2 separate regions of the Mus musculus genome follow, and region 1 is linked to region 2. A link is a contact called in public HiChIP or PLAC-seq data. All regions are on one chromosome and are shown on one strand. Each heading gives the region's core, a stretch centred on a gene start, on an enhancer-like site or on the middle of the called end of the contact. The rest is flanking DNA. Distances are from core to core; before and after follow the strand shown.

The links. HiChIP or PLAC-seq counts read pairs in DNA pulled down with a chosen protein or histone mark.
Region 1: a contact with region 2 is called in an H3K4me3 HiChIP or PLAC-seq map of bone marrow-derived macrophages, with 2.5 times the contacts expected there. The contact joins the enhancer-like site here to the promoter of Fuca2 in region 2. A contact is called at or near these places in 1 of 39 promoter capture datasets (3T3-L1-derived adipocytes), 6 of 484 Hi-C or Micro-C datasets (the N1E-115 cell line, bone marrow-derived macrophages, conventional dendritic cells and 3 more), 5 of 115 datasets of contacts at active chromatin or transcription factors (CD8 T cells, the HPC-7 cell line, bone marrow-derived macrophages and 1 more) and 2 of 9 other capture datasets (adipose tissue and pancreatic islet).

Annotation. Positions count from the first base shown.
Region 1 is chr10:13,451,622-13,458,648 of GRCm38.p6, forward strand. All of the region lies in intron 1 of Phactr2 (phosphatase and actin regulator 2), which reads right to left. Among named protein-coding and RNA genes, the nearest start is that of Phactr2, 19 kb to the right of the region's middle. Within about 2 kb of position 1,945, at least 21 of the 459 cell types and tissues checked have an H3K27ac peak or open chromatin away from gene starts, as enhancers often do. A contact at or near this core is called in the HPC-7 cell line and bone marrow-derived macrophages, where this site is marked.
Region 2 is chr10:13,498,272-13,505,020 of GRCm38.p6, forward strand. It overlaps Fuca2 (fucosidase, alpha-L- 2, plasma), which reads left to right and starts at 2,757. Exons shown (of 7, transcript NM_025799.5): 1 at 2,757-3,102; 2 at 4,800-4,987. The coding sequence starts at 2,897.

The sequences.
Region 1 (7,027 bases), core at 695-3,194, 47 kb before region 2:
GTTCTAAAATCTCCATCCAAGTTTTTGTTTTTTAAAATCTTTAATTTTTTCATAATCCATAAGATTACAATGGGTACTGCCCATATACCCATGGGGGTGGGGCAGTCCAGTGGAGCATGCCTGTTCTTTTATTAAAGTACGTTGTTGGCCTTTAAATGACACGTGTGTACACATGAGGACACGCTGTCTAGGTGGCAGTGACTGACACCCCCCTCCCCCCAAGTGTGAGCCAGCAGCCAGTCTCAAGATTCCATAGCGTCCACTCGTGTAGTGAAACCATGGTTTCCACCCTGTGGAATTACAGTCTAATTAGCACTTGAGCTGAGAGGCTCAAATTTGAGAGCAGGTAGAAAGTTATCAGCGTCTCTCCTAGAAGAGTCCAAGAAATCTGACCTGTTATATAGAGGGGTGGTTGTATTGATTTTTCTACACATAGTTTCTACAAGTGGACAGTTAATGTTTCCCCCAATGTTTTGTTCCTTTCCATTCTCCCCTCTCCAGTTTGACATACAGAATGCAAACTGTTTTCTCTTAGTTTTGGTTTGTCCCTCAATTGTTGTTTTATTATTATTATTATTACTCTCTTAATCTGGCTGCCTTGGCTTTTCGCCTCCAGTTTAGTAGATGTACTGTTCCTGACTGTACGTGGCCTGTGCACCTCAGCTCCCGCCATTAGCTGTTCTCTTTCCTGCCTCATTTCTCATCCCGGACACCAGGAGACAAAAGCCCATATGCGCTTGTGTCTTGAAATCAGTAAGTGGATTTAGAGGAAGAAAATACAGAATGAGCTGGGATTAGATTGTGTTGTAACTGGTACCACAAAATTCTAGTCAGAACTAGAGAATGCTGGGGTTGGGGCATAGCTTGGGTGAAGAAGGACCAGCATTGGAGGAACTGGGTGGAGAGCAACCAAGGGAGTTTGGTGATTTTCTACTGACAGAAATCTACAAGCACATCCCTTCATGAAATCAATTCTTTAAACTCGTGAGTTTCCGTCTTCTTCTCTACGGTTGCTTCACTGCTTCAACAAAATGCTGCAAGCAGAATTACTAAGGGTAAAAGGTTCAATTTCTTATTTTCTCTCATTTTTCTTTTCTTTTTTTTAATTAATGTTCTTAAAAATTAATCGTGGAATATAAACTTGAGAAAACAGGGTGTTTTGTTTGGTTTGTTTTGGTTTGGTTTTTCTTTTAAAGCTAGACGTTAAAGTGTCCTAAAATCTTTTGCATCTGTGACAAGATTATATGTCATGAAAGCATTCTGAGGTGATGATTAGATTTCATCTCTTTGGGGAGGCGGGTGATGGAGGTAGGCGTTGATGTCAACATTGTACCAAAGCAGCAAGACTTGCTCAAGTAGGAAATAGAAGTCTCTCAAATGGTATGGAGACAAGTCTGTCTGACCAAGTCAATTTTGGCCTTACAATGGAGGGGTATATTTTTCCTGTTCTTCCATTAAAGCTCTGAAATTAAAGATAAAAACTGGAATCAAAAAGGGGGGGAACAGATAGTTGTACAAAACAATTATAAACTCTCTCTGTTGGGAGCTATGGAGGGAAAAAGGGACCAGAGATTCCTGGGCATAAGTCTTTAACAGTCAGTTGAACTGGTTGTCTTGAAGCTAATGCTGCTAAGCTTTGAGCAAGGGAGGCAAAGAAACCCCGAAGCAGCTGGTGTTAAAATCCTCCAGTTCGGGCTTCTGAGTAAGCAATGTCTCCAGATCTGCAGGACAGCCAGGATTCCAATGCCAGAACTTTGCTCCCAGCGAGGTGATGCCCTACCTAGCTCGCCCTCAGGAAAAGCTCCTCAATTTCACAGGTGTTCCCAGTAATGTGACCCGACCGAAAAGCTCTGTTTGCTGAGTTAAAATTAAGCTCTGTGGGCTCGTGTTTGGCACGCAGACCAGCAAGGCAGGAAGCCTCCCACACTAGAAAGGAAAGATAAGAGTTATCAAAGCCAGAAGATTTTGTTTTTTTATTGAAGGGCATTTCAAAGCAAAGTATAGACATATATGGCATGTTTGTAGATCCTCTCTGAATGTATATAAATATGTGTGTTCACACATCAAAACTCGTTTCTTTCCTGAATAACAAAACCAACAAAGTGAAAGCAATTGAAAAAAAAGAGAAGTACTTCCAATTCGCAGAGCAGCCAAAGGATTATTTATTACCCTCTAGACATCAAGAGCTAAGAAAGGATGCAAGAGATTCCACTGAAGGACCTCTGATGCCGAGAACACAAACGGCTAACCATCAAATCATTCCTAATGTCCACAGTGATCAGAGAAACGCAAATCAGAAATGTGATTTTTTAAAATTAATTAATTAATTAATTAATTAATTTTGTTTGTTTGTTTGTTTGTTTGTTTGTTTGTTTTTGCCTCCTTCACTGGTGTAACAAAAATCCTTCTCTGGGCTCAACTTCACTTAGGCCTTCTCCTGACCCAATATCCATCAATCAACTTGAACACTGAAGGAGCAGAGATGCCTTATTTGGAACCCGGGAAGTACAGTTCCGGACCCACGGATTAGCCAGCTCGGGAGGAGCACCGGGAAGACACTCTGATTGGTTCTGATCGGGCTTTTCAAGAGAAAGAGAAGCTGAGAGCCAAGAAAGCTTCTCCAGTTGTGCAGGGAGAAAAATGAGAGATGTAGACAGGAGGAGCTGTCCTAGACTGAAACTGTGCATCAGTGGGTCACACTCCCAATGGGTGTAAAGTCACTTGGTGGTGGCAGTTTGCTGGGCTGAAATCTCCAATAAAAAAATGATAATGTGCCCTTCTGGTTGGCCCCAGCACAGGGTCACCTTGGGCACAGAGTTGGCAGACACCCCCAAGGTCCCCAGAGCACTCTCCACAGGATCTTAGACCTCAGGTGAGTGGAACACAACTTCTGCCAGGAGGCAGGTTCCAACGCCAGATATCTGGGCACCTTCCCTGCAAGAGGAGAGCTTCCCTGCAGAGAGTGCTCTGACCAATGAAACTCAGGAGAGAGCTAGTCTCCCAGGTCTGCTGATAGAGACTAACAAAATCACAAGAGGAACAAGTTCTAACCAGAGACAACTATAACAACTGACTCCAGAGATTACCAGATGGCGAAAGGCAAACATAAGAATCTTACTAACAGAAGCCAAGACCACTCACCATAATCAGAATGCAGCACTCCCACCTCACCCAGTCCTGGGCACCCCAACATACCCGAAAAGTTAGACCTGTATTTAAAAGCATATCTCATGATGATGATGATAGAGGACATCAAGAAGGACGTTAATAACTCACTTAAAGAAATACAGGAGAACACTGCTAAAGAGTTACAAGTCCTTAAAGAAAAACACGAAAACACAACCAAACAGGTAGAAGTCCTTAAAGAAAAACAGGAAAACACATCCAAACAGGTGATGGAAATGAACAAAACCATACTAGACCTAAAAAGTGAAGTAGACACAATAAAGAAAACCCAAAACGAGGCAATGCTAGAGATAGAAACCCTAGGAATGAAATCTGGAACCATAGATGCAAGCGTCAGAAACAGAATACAAGAGATGGAAGAGAGAATCTCAGATGCATAAGATTCCATAGAGAACATCAGCACAACAATCAAAGAAAATGCAAAATGCAAAAAGGTCCTAACTCAAAACATCCAGGAAATCCAGGGCACAATGAGAAGACCAAACCTACAGATAATAGGAGTAGATGAGAATGAAGATTTTCAACTTAAAGGGTCAGCAAATATCTTCAACAAAATCATAAAAGAAAACTTCCCAAACTTAAAGAAAGAGATACCCATGAACATACAAGAAGCCTACAGAACTCCAAATAGACTGGACCAGAAAAGAAATTCCTCCCAACACATAATAATCAGAACAACAAATGCACTAAATAAAGGTAGAATACTAAAAGCAGTAAGGGAAAAAGGTCAAGTAACATATAAAGGCAGGCCTATCAGAATTACACCAGACTTTTCACCAGAGACTATGAAAGCCAGAAGAGCCTGGACAGATGTTATACAGACACTAAGAGATCACAAATGCCATCCCAGGCTACTATACCCGGCCAAACTCTCAATTACCATAGATGGAGAAACCAAAGTATTCCACGACAAAACCAAAATCACACATTATTTTTCCACGAATCCAGCCCTTCAAAGGATAATAACAGAAATAAACCAATACAAGGACGGAAACCACGCCCTAGAAAAATACAATAAAGTAATCCTTCAACAAACCAAAAAGAAGACAGCCACAAGAACAGAATGCCAATTCTAACAACTAAAATAAAAGGAAGCAACAATTACTTTTATTTAATATCAATGGACTCAATTCCCCCATAAAAAGACATAGACTAACAGACTGGCTACACAAACAGGACCCAACATTCTGCTGAATACAGGAAACCCATCTCAGGGAAAAAGACAGACACTACCTCAGAGTGAAAGGCTGGAAAACAATTTTCCAAGCAAATGGTCTGAAGAAACAAGCTGGAGTAGCCATTCTAATATCGAATAAAGTCTACTTCCAACCCAAAGTTATCAAAAAAGACAAGGAGGGACTCTTCATACTCATCAAAGGTAAAATCCTCCAAGAGGAACTCTCAATTCTGAATATCTATGCTCCAAATGCAAGGGCAGCCACATTCATTAGAGACACTTTAGTAAAGCTCAAAGCATACATTGCACCTCACACAATAATAGTGAGAGACTTCAACACACCACTTTCATCAATCGACAGATCGTGGAAACAGAAACTAAACAGGGACACAGTGAAACTAACAGAAGTTATGAAACAAATGGATTTAGCAGATATCTACAGAACATTTTATCCTAAAACAAAAGGATATACCTTCTTCTCAGTACCTCATGGTACCTTCTCCAAAATTGACCATATAATTGGTCACAAAACAGGCCTCAACAGATACAAAAATATTGAAATTGTCCCATGCATCCTATCAGATCACCATGGACTAAGGCTGATCTTCAATAACAACATAAATAATGGAAAGCCAACATTCACGTGGAAACTGAACAACATTCTTCTCAATGATACCTTGGTCAAGGAAGGAATAAAGAAAGAAATTAAAGACTTTTTAGAGGTTAATGAAAATGAAGCCACAACATACCCAAACCTATGGGACACAATGAAAGCATTTCTAAGAGGGAAACTCATAGCTCTGAGTGCCTCCAAAAAGAAACTAGAGAGAGCACACATTAGCAGCTTGACAACACACCTAAAAGCTCTAGAAAAAAAGGAAGCAAATTCACCCAAGAAGAGTAGACGGCAGGAAATAATCAAACTCAAGGGTGAAATCAACCAAGTGGAAACAAGAAGAACTATTCAAAGAATCAACCAAATGAGGAGCTGGTTCTTTGAGAAGATCAACAAGATAGATAAACCCTTAGCCAGACTCACTAGAGGGCAAAGGGACAGCATCCTAATTGACAAAATCAGAAATGAAAAGGAAGACATAACAACAGATCCTGAAAAAAAAAAAAACACCATCAGATCCTTCTACAAAAGGCTATATTCAACAAAACTGGAAAACCTGGATGAAATGGACAAATTTCTAGACAGATACCAGGTACCAAAGTTAAATCAGGATCAAGTTAATGATCTAAACAGTCCCATATCCCCTAAAGAAATAGAAGCAGTCATTAATAGTCTCCCAGCCAAAAAAAGCCCAGGACCAGACGGGTTTAGTGCAGAGTTCTATCAGACCTTCAAAGAAGATCTAATTCCAGTTCTGCACAAACTATTCCACAAAATAGAAGCAGAAGGTACTCTACCCAATTCATTCTATGAAGCCACAATAACTCTGATACCTAAACCACAGAAAGATCCAACAAAGATAGAGAACTTCAGACCAATTTCCCTTATGAATATCGATGCAAAAATACTCAATAAAATTCTCGCTAACTGAATCCAAGAACACATTAAAACAATCATCCATCCTGACCAAGTAGGTTTTATTCCAGGGATGCAGGCATGGTTTAATATACGGAAATCCATTAACGTAATCCATTATATAAACAAACTCAAAGACAAAAACCACATGATCATCTCATTAGATGTGGAGAAAGCATTTGACAAAATCCAACACCCATTCATCATAAAAGTCTTGGAAAGATCAGGAATTCAAGGCCCATACCTAAACATGATAAAAGCAATCTACAGCAAACCAGTAGCCAACATCAAAGTAAATGGTGAGAAGCTGGAAGCAATCCCACTAAAATCAGGGACTAGACAATGCTGCCCACTTTCTCCCTACCTATTCAACATTGTACTTGAAGTCCTAGCCAAAGCAATGCGACAACAAAAGGAGATCAAGGGTACAAATTGGAAAGGAAGAAGTCAAAATATCACTTTTTGCAGATGATATGATAGTATATATAAGTGACCCTAAAAATTCCACCAGAGAACTCCTAAACCTGATAAACAGCTTCAGTGAAGTAGCAGGATATAAAATTAACTCAAACAAGTCAATGGCCTTTCTCTACACAAAGAATAAACAGGCTGAGAAAAAAATTAGGGATACAACACCCTTCTCAATAGTCACAAATAATATAAAATACCTTGGCGTGACTCTAACTAAGTGAAAGTTCTGTATGAAAAAAACTTCAAGTCTCTGATGAAAGAAATTAAAGAAGATCTCAGAAGATGGAAAGATCTCCCATGCTCATGGATTGCCAGTATCAACATTGTAAAAATGGCTATCTTGCCAAAAGCAATCTACAGATTCAATGCAATCCCCATCAAAATTCCAACTCAATTCTTCAACGAATTAGAAAGAGCAATCTGCAAATTCACCTGGAATAACAAAAAACCTAGGATAGCAAAATCTCTTCTCAAGGATAAAAGAACCTCTGGTGGAATCACCATGCCTGACCTAAAGCTATACTATAGAGCAATTGTGATAAAAACTACATGGTACTGGTATAGCAACAGACAAGTAGACTAGTGGAATAGAATTGAAGACCCAGAAATGAACCCACCCACCTATGGTCACTTGATCTTTGACAAGGGAGCTAAAACCATCC
Region 2 (6,749 bases), core at 1,507-4,006:
TGTCAACTTAAGAGAAACTAAAGTCATCATTCAAGAAAATGTCTCCATAAGATCAGGTCATAGCAGGCAAGACTTCCAGTGGAGGAACTGTGATGCCAACCCAGTCATAAAGCCTTTGACCTACAATTTTTTTTTCCTGCCTACAAGGTGTCCAGGGGTAAAGGTAGTGCAAGAATTGTGGGAGTGGCCAACCAATGACTGGGGTGTCTCATGTCTATCCCTGATACTGCCAGGAGGGCCGGGAACCAGAGGCTGGAGAGCCCAGAGACCTAGGTAGAAAATGATTCCTAATGATTCTCTGCCATACTGAGATTATTGCCTGCGCCAATTATCATCAGATAGGCTTCACCTAGCAACTGATGGAAGCAGATGCAGAGACCCACAGCCAAACTTTAGGTGGACTTGGGGGAATCTTGCTGAAGAGGGGAGAAAGGACTATAGGAGCCAGAGAGTTCAAGGACACCACAAGAAAGCCCACAGAATCAACCAACCTCGGCTCAGAGGGGCTTACAAAGACTGAACCAGCAACCAGGGATCCTGCACAGGACTGACTTCAGATCTTTCCTCCGAAACTTGCTTTTTGGTTATGGTGTTTCATCACATTGACAGTAGCCCCTTCTAAAACAGTGGCCACAGGGGCAGAAAGCAGGACGGGCAGGCAGACAGGCAAGCAGACAGGCAGGCAGGCAGACAGCAATGGAGCCATAGCTAAGAACTTACATCTGACCCATAAGCAGAGAAAGAGAAAGCTAACTAGGAATGGCATGGGCCTTTGAAACCTCAAAGCCCACCCCTCCCCAGTGACACATCTCCTCCAATAAGGTCTCATTTCCTGAGACATCTCAAGCAGTTTCACTGACGGTGGACTAAGCATTCAAACATTTGACCCAATGGGGGCTATTCTTCAAAACACTGCAGTGAGAAACCTGTGGTAATTGTGAGTGGTACCATACAGTAGGTTGAGGTCTGAGAGAAAAATTAAAAGGAGATAATGAACTGAGCATTAATGGCTGTCCACTTGCTGGCTGAGGATACAGTGTTTCCAGGAGCCATGCCCCTGCCACCTCCTTTACTCCCACAACAGACACACTGTGACATTAAGTCAAAGGAAACCTTTCTTTCTGTAAGTTGCTTCTGCCAGGTCTCTTATGGTGGTGCTGGGGTCCTGGTGAGACACATGTGGGGAGACAGTGGCTTCTGTTGCTCCTAGCTGTGCAGAAGAGGGAACCACAAGCAACAGTTACTTAGTGTCACTTCCGTCTTGGTTCATTCAGCAAGGAGAACTGCAGTACACTGACAACTCCAGAAAACACATTGTAAGTGTTGCTCTGTGCCAGGCTCTGCTGCCCTGAAAAGCATGGCACCCAGGAAGAGATTGTAAGTGTTCTTAAGGAACTCACAGTCTAAGGCGATTGGGATCTCTAGCCAGCCAACTCTGAAACCACCTGTGGACTCCTGTGTTAGTGGTTAGGATACGGTGTCCTATGGAGGCACTTGGGAGGAAGTGGGATGTTATTGGGGGAGGGGTGGTTATGGCACAGAGCATCCTGGAGGAGGTGGCATTTGAAATGTACCACAAAAGGATAAGGGTTTTGCCAAAGCGGAAGCAGTAGAGATTCCGGCTTTAGGCCAATGGCATTTAAATAACTTTAGGATACAGTTCCTGAAGATGTAACTTTGATGATTATTCTAAGTGACTGGCTCCTTTTCTTTAAGTCTACCTGAAGGTTCCTCTCTCTCTGTCTCTCTGTCTCTCTCTGTCTCTCTGTCTCTCTCTGTCTCTCTGTCTCTGTCTCCGTCTCTCTCTCTCTCTCTCTCTCTCTCTCTCTCTCTCTCTCTCTCACACACACACACACACAGCTCTAGGACATTTATTACTGAACTACGGCTCCCAGATCGTACTTTCATTCCCTCCCTCCTTTCCTCCCTCCAACCCTCCTTCCTCTCCTTTTTTTCCTTCCTGATTTTTGAGACAGCGTCTCATGTAGCTCTCTATGTAGTCGAAGATGACCTTGAACTCTGATTCTCCTGTTTCTGTTTCCACACTGCTGTGTTGACCACTACTCTGGTTTTATTGCATTCTAGGCAAGCACTCAGCCACCCCAGCAGGTTCCCAAACCCTCCTTCTATACAAACTTCTTAAACATTCATTCAACTAAGATTGCCTTATTTCCTAACGCAGTTTCTCAGAAAAGTTTGTTCCACCAACAACCAAAGTCAGAAATAACAAGAGCCTGAGTAGAAATGTAAAATCTTGGACCCGAACCCAGATTGGCTGAACCCAAACTTTGGGATTTCATCGGCTACAAATTCGAGGATGGCAGAGGCAGACCCAAAGGCTGAGAGCCATGGGAGCTTCCTCAAAAGCCCTGAGCAGCCCACGAAGTTCCTGTCTCAGGCTCCAGTCCCACGGTAGGGCAGACAGCTCTGACACATAAAGCCACCAGGGCCTGGTGGTCGAGGTGACCTCTTGAGAGTTTTCTGTTAGGAGTCCTTGGGGAGGGAGGTCGTGGGTCAAAGACCATCCTTTAGGTTTTTGTCTCACAGCAGACAAACCGGGCGTCTTGGCTAAGTAGATCAGATCTGACTGGGAAACAGAGCCAAGGGCTGTTAAAAATGAGGAGGGTGGGCAAAAACTGACTTCCTTGGTTGTGCACCTGAGTAATGCAACCTTCTTGGGGTCCTTAAGTAACCAGAGCTCATTAAAACTCCTGGCCACTCCCTACTCCAGATCACAGTAGTCATCTGACCAAACCGGTCTGGGTCAGGTGACAGGAGCAGGGTACACTTAGCAGAAGCCGGAAGGCCAGCGCTAGGCAGCTTCTGCGGCTGACAGAGAAGGTTCCCGGCTTCCCTGGTGACTGGCGGTTCCCCCGAGGATCCCAGGCTGGCGCGCATGCGCCTGGGGTTCCTGATGCTTCTGCCGCTGCTGCTGCTGCCGCTCCTGAGGCCTTGGGGGGTCACGAGAGCCCTTAGCTATGACCCCACTTGGGAATCTCTGGACAGACGCCCGCTGCCAGCCTGGTTCGACCAGGCCAAGTTCGGCATCTTTATCCACTGGGGAGTGTTCTCCGTGCCCAGCTTTGGTAGTGAATGGTTCTGGTAAGTGCATACCTTTGCCCAAAGGGCTCGGGCACGGACGCGGGCGCGCGCGCGCGCGGGCGCACACACACACACACACACACACACACACACACACTCACACTGGGCTTTATGTCACCCCAGACAGTGGCAGTCTCTGTCTCTCTCTGTCTCTGTCTGTCTCTGTCTCTGTCTGTCTCTGTCTCTGTCTGTCTCTCTCTCTCTGTCTCTCTCTCTCTGTCTCTCTGTCTCTCTCTCTCTCTCTCTCTCTCTCTCTCTCTCTCACACACACACACACACACACACACACACACACACAAACTCACACCGGAGTTCTTAGGCACTCTGCAGGTGGGCCTCCCTATAGCAGTGGCAATGCCTGCGTGATTGAGGGAGTACCAGTCCCAGAATTTGAAGAATTTTCAAAAGGGCTGGTGAAATTTCTCACTGGTTAAGGGCCCATACTGCTTGTGATTTGTATATGCTCGGCCCAGGGAGTGGCACTATTAGAAAGTGTGGCCGTGTTAGAATAGGTGTGTCACTGTGGGTGTGGGATTTAAGACCCTCATCCTAGCTACCTGGAAGCCAGTATTCTGCTAGCAGCCTTCAGATGAAGATGTAGAGCTCTCAGCTCCTCCTGTACCATGCAATGCTTTCTACCTTGATGATAATGAACAGAACCTCTGAACCTGTAAGCCAGCCCCAATTAAATGTTGTCCTTATAAGAGCTGCCCTGGTCATGATGTCTGTTCACAGCAGTAAGACTCTTAACTAAGACACTGCTCTTGTAGAGGACCTTAGTCTGACTCCTCACACCCGCCCTGGGAGGCTCACAACCATCTGGTCATTCTGGTTCCGGGGGGGGGGGTTCGTGCTCCCAAAGCCCCCCCCTCACATGCACACGCCTACACACACGCACACATGTAATTAAAAAGAAAATCAGAAAATTTACAATAAATGCTTCCTGGTTCAGCTATGACGTGAAGATCCTTGAATGCTAAAGCATCAAAAACCCAAAGCAGAGCAAAGGGGCAATAATAGAGATATATTACCCCACAGTATCTTCATAGTCACATGACGGTAGACAGGCAACACAAACTTGTTCACTCTTTAACTATCGCTAACCTGAAAGCCAGCTTCTCTCTTCACTAGGAGATCCCATTATCTGTCTGATCCACCAGCCAGCATGGGTTGCGGTGAGGGATGTTTCTGAAGTAGGCATGTGACTTTGGGTCTGATAGACGACAAGCTGCTTGCTGCCTGTGAGGGCTTTGAATCTAATCTCAGGCAGGCAAAGGCCGTGCCAACTGTGGGAACTGCCCGGCCCTTGGAAATGTTTCTCCCTATCTACCCAAAATGTTTTCTGTTACTGACTAGGACCGATGCAAGTTATGTTTTAGGTATGTCGTCTTGTCTTGAAATCTTAGCCACTTAAGTTCCACAGTGAGCTAGTGTGTGAAGGCAAAGATGATATCATGACTTAAAGTGGGGAATTTGGAGAATCGGTGGCTGGGTTACAGGAGGACTACACAAAGGAAAAGACAGAGAATATGGCCAGAGATTCAGTTTGCATAAGCTGTCCTTAATGCAAACCCACCAGGACAGAGAGAAGCGGAGAGAATCTGTGCATATTCTTCATACTAGGCTGGGTAAAGCCAGGAATTACTTTAAGCATCTGTGTTTGTGTGGTCATGTGCTCTTTCTTTTTTCTGCCACAGGTGGTATTGGCAAAAGGAGAAGAAACCCCAGTTTGTGGACTTTATGAACAATAATTATGCTCCTGGTTTTAAGTATGAAGATTTTGTAGTGCTATTTACAGCCAAGTATTTTAATGCAAACCAGTGGGCAGATATTCTCCAGGCCTCTGGTGCCAAATATGTGGTCTTCACTTCTAAACATCACGAAGGTAAGTAGGGCACATAGGATATATGCTGACAAGGGCTAGAAAATGTAAGGTCGTTCTTTTGGATGGAGACATTAAAGGAAGGCCGTCCTGTGAAACCCGGTTTCTCAGAATAGCCATAGGTGGATAGTGATGTTTCCGCTTAAGTTGGAAACATTATGGATCCAGACAGCTGGTTTCACAGAATGAGAGGAAAGATGGACACAATTTCTATGTACACATTTAACCATTTATGGTGGTTTGAATATGCTTAGCCCATGAGAAGAGGCACTATTAGGTGATGTGGCCTCTCTGGAGGAAGTGTGTTCCTGCTGGGGTGGACTTTGAGGTCATATGCCCAGTGCAGAGGAGTCCCGCCTGACTGTCTTTGGATGGAGATGTAGAACTCTGGACTCCTCCTGCACCATGCCTGCCTAGAAACTGCTGTGCTTCCTGTCCTGATGATAATGGACTGAACCTCTCTCTAACCTGTAAGCCAGCCCCAATGAAATGCTTTAAGTCTTGTCTTGGTCATGGTGTCTCTTCATAGCAATGAAACCCTAATTTAGACATCATTTAAATAAATAACTAGATTTATTTAAAGCTGGTTGAAGAGAATGAGTATAGTGAGTGAGTGAGTGAGTGAGTGAGTGAGTGTGTGTATACATACATATATAGTGAGTATAGTATAGTTGCACTTTCCTTTCTGTCCATCTGTCCATCTATATACATACATATATTATATAGTGAGTATAGTATAGTTGCACTTTCCTTTCTGTCCATCTGTCCATCTGTTCTTTCTCTCTCCCTCCCTCTCCCTCTCTCTCTGTGTTGTTGTTGCTGTTTTGAGACAGCGTTTCTCTATGTAGCCCTGGCAGTCCTGGAATTCACTCTGTAGACCAGGCTGGCCTTGAACTCAGAGATTCACCTTCTCCTGCCTCCTGAGTGCTGGGATTAAAGGTGTGCGTCAGGCTCCCTTTCTGTTCTTGAATGCATTCTTTAAAATCATCATGGCATCTACGCTCATGCTGCCTTAAGCTTGACTCTCACAGTTGGCTGTGCTTTGTGCATAACTTTTAGATATGCAAGCAGTGGGTAAGTTGCTACTGATGAAAGAAGACAGAGGCCCCAAGGGAAAAGAGTTAGAGATTTACAATAATGCCCAGAAACATCAAAAGAACTTAAGGTAGCACAAAAATCCTGCATTAATAGAGTTTTCTGCTATAGCCACCCAGTGTCCATAAGACCAGAAAGCCCTGGCTAATGTTACCTCAGTTCTTAATGACCCAAGGCACGTGCTGAAATTTTCATGGACTTTATACTAGTTCTTCAGCCTCTTAGTTATCTATGTCTTCTAACATTTTATATAGGATAATGAACAACCTAGGAGCCAATTCCTGTTGAAATACAAATTATTTCCAAGTGCTTGTATAATGCTGTGTGCTGCTTGCTTTACCCTTTCAGTTGTTAGGACGGTCAATATTGGGGGACTTTAAAGAGTAAAATCCATGTTTATGGCTTTAGAGTAAGATGGGTGTCTTAGTTAGGATTTCCCTGCTGCAAAGAGACACCATGACCAAGGCAATTCTTATAAAGAAAAACATTTAATCATGGCTGGCTTACAGTTTCAGAGGTCCAGTCCATTGTCATCATGGCAGGAAACATGGCAGCATGTGGGCAGACATGATGCCAAAGAAGTGGAGAGTTCTGCATCTTGATCTGAAGGCAGCCAGAAGTAGACTCTCTTCTGCATGCAGCCAGGAGGAGGTTCTGATTCCACACTGTG